Linked DNA regions of Sus scrofa: region 1 is linked to region 2. The links are chromatin contacts, called in public promoter capture Hi-C maps. All regions are on one chromosome and are shown on one strand. The core of a region is the stretch at or near the end of the contact, and the rest is flanking DNA. Distances in the headings are between cores, read along the strand shown.

Evidence for each region. Promoter capture Hi-C pulls out the DNA fragments that hold promoters and counts their contacts.
Region 1: a promoter capture Hi-C map of liver shows a contact between it and region 2, with 3 times the contacts expected there. The contact joins two enhancer-like sites. A contact is called at or near these places in 1 of 5 promoter capture datasets (liver) and 1 of 47 Hi-C or Micro-C datasets (liver).

Annotation. Positions count from the first base shown.
Region 1 is chr8:100,993,917-100,996,951 of Sscrofa11.1, reverse strand. All of the region lies in intron 15 of SPATA5 (spermatogenesis associated 5), which reads left to right. Among named protein-coding and RNA genes, the nearest start is that of SPRY1, 130 kb to the right of the region's middle. Within about 2 kb of position 1,556, at least 16 of the 83 cell types and tissues checked have an H3K27ac peak or open chromatin away from gene starts, as enhancers often do. A contact at or near this core is called in liver, where this site is marked.
Region 2 is chr8:100,726,551-100,729,584 of Sscrofa11.1, reverse strand. It overlaps a transcript of SPRY1 not described here. Among named protein-coding and RNA genes, the nearest start is that of SPRY1, 130 kb to the left of the region's middle. Within about 2 kb of position 1,309, at least 36 of the 83 cell types and tissues checked have an H3K27ac peak or open chromatin away from gene starts, as enhancers often do. A contact at or near this core is called in liver, where this site is marked.

The DNA of each region.
Region 1 (3,035 bases), core at 307-2,806, 270 kb before region 2:
ATGGATTGTATCATTGAATACATACAGTCATCTTCTGAGTAGATACTAGCACTGTTAAGGATATTAAAGTACCAAGAGGTTTAAATGATTTATTTAAACACAGCTAAAAAATAGTGGAACTAGAATTTTAACCCAGTTAGGGTGATTCTTTTGCCTTCATTTTTTAACCTGTATGCCAAATTACAAATTATACAGAAATTGAAAGAGTTGTAGAAGGTTGTATCAAAGAGAAGAGTTTTAAGCTGAAAGTTGAATAAGAAGTGGGGCTTGCCTAACAGACTAGGAGATAAAATGTCATTCAGAGCAGAGAGAATTATGTGTGAGGACAAAGATGCAGAAGGCAGCTTGAAGCTTCACTACCGGTAACTGCGTAGATGCTCTTGGACCCACAGAGTGAGAAAGGAAAAGTGGCTGCATATAACTTGGAAAACTCAAATCAAAATTATAGAAGCCTGAAACACTATACTTGAATTTGACTTTTTCCTTTGAGGTGCTATTAAATGGCTAGAAAACGAGAAGTTACAGTATTTGCAATTAGAATGATCATTTTAAAGAAGATGAAATAGAAGTGACAGTTTCAAGAGAGATTTAAGAGTTACCTTTAACATACCTATTCTTCAGTTGAATTTAAAGGAAGTGGGAAATGTCTAGAAGAAGCACAAGATTTCTTTGAAATAAATCAGAAGTGTTATCAAGGATTCACCTCTCTTCTCTAGTTTCAGGAATAATTTTCTCCGTGAATCATGATATATTGATATGTTTTCATTCAAGTAAAATGTAAAGGCTTAGTGCTGCTTTTCTTTACAGAAAAATACACTCCCTGCACTCACATACACACCCTTGATGATCATTTTAAATAAATAGGAGCCAATGGTAGTATATTTTCAATAAAGAGCATTTAATATATTCAGTGGGCATTGCCTTGGGTAAAATAGTATATGGAATTGGATCTGGAAAGCCCATTTAAAAGGTCATCTAATAGAGTCATTCTTAGTCTGGGGTGCACAAGCAGATTTCAGCTGAACTCAATGGAATTACTTGCAGAATTGTGTGGGGTATTTTCTCATCTTGTGTACTTTGAGAAGAATTCTTGTCAGAAGTACATAGGCCTCTCTGATTAAAGGACCATCATTTTCACACATGAGGGAACAGGCTGTTAGAGATATAAAGACTTGCCAAGGTCTTGAATAAGTTCTCTGGTGAAGGCAGTTTGCCCAACAATTTTTTAAACAGAGTTAATGTAAGACTACAGTGTCTATGACCTTGCGGCCAGAAGTGTTTCTTCTGGGCTTATTTCTTCATTGAGAATTGTTGTATGGTTTTTTTAAAAATAACAGAGCATGCTGTCATTCAAAATACATTCTTCCACCCTAATGTTGCAGAACAGTATTTTTAAAGAAATTCTAGGAAGGGTGTTAACTCATTCAGGGCTTTACAGGAAGGAAAGCTCTTTCCTACCGTTTTTTTTAAGCTAACTTTCACTGACAAGATCAGGCCAGAAAAAGCCTAGTTTGGCTGTTGGCCCAGACAGTGTTATAATCATTGAAGTGTACTCAACCTGCATTGCCCAGGGACAGCTACAACTTGGGGTGGGGGTGGAGGGCAGGAAGTACAGATGCATGCTGAGTGTTGTTCCATTGACTTAGATGACGTGTATGCCCTATATCCTCTGCCGTGTTGTTCTTTCAACTACTAGAAAGGAAATTTTAAAATAGCCTAGAATGAGTTTTCCCAGAAAGGTGAAAAGGATAACTTCAACTTAAAAAAAAAAAAAAACAAACAAGCCATTTGCAGCTGTATCCCCAGCAACAATAAAATAGAGGCTGGTACCTGTAGATGTGTTATAATTTTTTTGATGATAATTTTTTATATAATTTTGGTAAATTTTTAAATAATTTTTATACTTGTATCATATTTCAGAACAAGATTTTTTTTTTCTTGTCCCCTGATGCTGAGTATCATATTGTACTGGCAGGATAGTAAAGTAAAAAAGGTCTGATTCAACATTCTGAGACCCCCTGATTTCAGTTTAGTTTCTGCCATTTATTGTATGATCTTGGGCCTCATTTTCTTTTTCTTAATGGGGATATATGAATACTTAATTCATAGAATTTAGAATAATATTAAATGAAATATAGTACTGTGTGAAAATTGCTCTATAGATTCTGAGGAGTATATAAACATTAATTTTATTTATCTTAGATAATATTTTTAATAATTTGAAAAAATATGTTTACTTGGAGTTTCCTGGTAGCCTAGCAGTAGCTGAGGATCTGGCATTGTCACTGCTGTGGCTTGTGTTTGATACCCAGCAAGGGAACTTCTTCATGCTGAGGGCATAGCCAAAAAAAATAGGGAAGAAGTAATTCCCATGATTGAAGTACAGTTTTGAATTTTATGATAAAATACATATCAAGGAAGCTGATCATGCGTCATTTCTACCTAATGAACTAATGTTAAATGTAGAGAATAGTCCAAAAATAACTAAAGCATTCATTTTTAAATAAAATTACTATATTTACTTTGTTAATTAACTTTTTGCTTACTAATTTGTACATGACTTAAGAATTAATAGATACTTGATAAACCAATTAACATCATATTCTAGGTATTGAGACATGTGAAAAAGTATACAGCAGATTTTTCCAAAGTGAAAATGTGATATTAGTTTTTGGGATGTTCTATAATTAAAACCTGGGATAGAATTTCTATATACTACTGAAGATCCCTTTTGGAGATTTTTAATACTCATTAATATAAGCTGCAAAAATTCCTGCATATAGAAACTTGTTTAATTTTTTTTCTACCCAAGTGTTTCCCTAACTTATTTAACAAGAAAACCCCTTTTTTTTTTTCATTAAGATGTGAAAGTTTGGCTTATATATAAGAATCTAACTTAGACAAGTTCTTCTCAAAGCTATTTTCATCAAAATCCAATCATTGGGTGAAAAGAATTTTTTCTAAAAGCAGGAAAAAAAATTCGTATATCTATATATACATACACACATATATATACAAATATATGTATATATATG
Region 2 (3,034 bases), core at 60-2,559:
TCTGACCCCTCACACCTGCCATTTATGGGCACAACCTCCCCAAGGTGTCTGTATTTTTCTCCCAGGTTGTTTTGTAGAAGACGACACAGAGCCTAGGAGGGATCTACATGGTAAGAGTTGCTTTGTTAGAATCATCCTAAATGCTTGTTGAATACCTAGAGGAGCGAACACTTCACTGGTACACACCATCTTTGTAGACTTTATGTGAGGTCTGGGTTTGTTGCTGTTCTTGAGTTACTTCTCTGAGGACCACTGGGGGTGGGGGTAGGAGAGGGGAACAAATGGAAGAGAGTTGAGCTTTGACAATCACAGTGGAAAAGCTGTGGGAACCTCCCTGAATATGCCAGGGCCAGGCACCAGTGCTCTAAAAAGATGTCCTCAGTAGCATTTGGGGGGGATTGTATGGTGTTCATGGACCGCTGGTTATTGCATAACTGGGTCAGTAAGAGGTCAGGGAGGCAGGAGCGGGGAAGCTGTGGGCTTAGAGGTGGAACTAGCCGCCCTCCCAATCGGTGTGCAATCTCTAGAAAGAACATAAAACTAAAAAACGCCTGTTTGGGGGAGTTTTCTTTATCACAAGATCAGGAGAGGAGATAGCTGCACTCCTTCCACTCTGCATATGACACAATACAAGTATCATCAGAAAAAGCCCCATTCTGAGAGAGCAGTTAGAGTAAATGCACGCGAGGAGATTTAGGTCACCCCTGGCCCAATCTGGTGGTGATTTGAATCCCTTTTAGTACTTGAGAAAGGAATGTTTCATCTGAAGTGGAGTAGCCCTGAGCGTATCCCCTCCCCCTTGCAGGTGGCTGATGGTTCCTGGGGGATGAGCTGCTTCCTCCAGGGAGCTCCCTCTGCAGCTGGGATAGAGGCGTGTTTCTGCAGCTGTCTAACCTTTAGCTTTATCTGTCTCTCGGTGACCTCTTTGTTTTATAAGTCCGTTTATTTGCTTGTGCAATTGAGTTTTCTTAGAAATAGAACAGAGCTAGAAAGAGGCCAATGTTTTGGCGGTTTCCTCTGAAGGAGGAGCAGCAGTCGTGGGACCAGGCATGGCAGAAGTGGCCGATGCCCTCACAGCCCCTAGGGTTGGTTTATTTTCAGACCGTGTAGTGAGGTCTAGTGGGCAGAGAAAGACCATCTCCCTTGTTGGAGGTAGAAATATCTGTGGGGTTTACCAGCTAATTACTTCTCCATGCCTTGGGAGTTCAGAGAATTTGCTTAGCAACTGGCCTGACCAGTCCCCCCAGCCCTGCTGCCCCCCGACATTACTGGACTTACCGGTGGGGCCGATGGAGCAGTTTTTGAGCTAAACAAAGATTCAGCATTTTGTGAAAAGGGTGCCACTCTTTTCCTCGATGGGACCTGAGCCTGTAACCCAGTCCAACAAAACGAGGGGGAACATGCCAAAAAAAACTTTTTGAGAAACAGCACAGGCAGTAGGAAATCATACTGGTCAGGGCTTGTTTTCCTGGCGCAGGGCCTCATTCCAACCTGTTGCAATCAGCTCTCTGAGTGTCTATAGGGACACCCTGGTGGAGGGGCCCCTCGGAGGAAAGGAACTTGTACATGGCTGTTTGACTGGGCTCCTTGCCAGGGGCTAAGTTCAAAGTGCAGTTTCCAGTAATTTGCTGGGACTTCTCTGTGGGTTTGATAGGCCAGGACAGAAGCCTGCAAGCCGAAGTAATATTTCCTGAATTCTGTCATTTCTTAAGAAGAGGAGGAAGGTGTGTGGAGGGGACTGGGGCTTGGCGGGCTTTTGTTGGCTCTGAGAGCAGATGGGCCTCCTTCCTCCTGCTTCCCTGGCCCTTTCTCCTCCTCCTGTCTGGGGTCCTGGGAAGCCTGGCCCTGGACTGGCATTGCCTGAGCATGCCCCCCCGCCCTCGCCCGGGCACCCATGATATGCCCACCGGGTGCAGACTTTCGGCCCTCTGTTGATGGACTGCGTGCGCTGGCATTATTTGGAGCCATAAAGTTGTCGAGTAATGGCAGCATGTTCTTGTTTTCTCATATCTGCAGGATGAAAGTGAACATTTTTATAATCCTTCCCTCCTTTCAAGCCCCTTCGTGAAACATGTGGGCTTGATTAAAGGGGAAAAAAGAGCTACAAAGAGAAGTTAGAGTTTACACTCCTTCCCCCCAGCCCTCTTCCCAGTGCGCTGCGGGCAGGGCCCATCTTCTTGTCATTTCACCTTCGTGTCTCCCCCCTGCGTCTGGCAGAGGACTTGACACGTAATAATTCTGAATGAATCTTTATTCAATGAAGGGGTATGGGGAGCAGTGGAATCTCATTTCAAAGCAGTGTTTGGTAGAACAGTGTCCTTTCTATGGCAGGTAGAGGCTCGTAGGAATGATGCTTTATTGATTTGATTATGGCTCATTTTCTGTAACAAGGATTGTCTTCCAGAAATGTGTGCTGTGGTCTCTGTATCAGTCACGCTACTTGGAAAGGACCCAGCTGAGACGATAGGCACGAGGAACAGAGGGGAGAGGCGTAGTGGGCAGTGGTGGGAGCTGGGGTGAACTCCAGATTCTTTCCTTCTAGCACCACATGGCCATCACTTTTCAACTGTCCTCCCACTACCTCAGACACCCCTAAAGCCACAAGGACAAAGCCCCAGGAATATGCTAAGGGATGAGGGGGTTAAAGGGCCTGAAAATAGCCTGGGCCACAAAGTTCCTTCTCCATCTTCCTGAATTCTCCGGCTACACATTTATTTTCCTTTGCGAATTCGCCTCAGAAAGACTAACTCTCTGTGCTGCTCTTCCTCTAGTCTGAAACTTGAATTATAGCAATTTAACATTATAACATAATTCCACTGCAATAAAGCAATTTGGGGCTGGCAGTGGTGATGGAGTGGATGGTGGTGGAAATGGGGAGCCGAGAATCGACTGCAATGGATTTTTTTCTGCCTTGGTTTAAGAAATGTTAGTGTAAAGCCATGTTGGTTTGAAATCTTATTTAAATATTTTAAATTGAGGATGGGTGCTATGTAAAATGATCTAAACATGTACCTAAATGATGCCAGAAGCACTA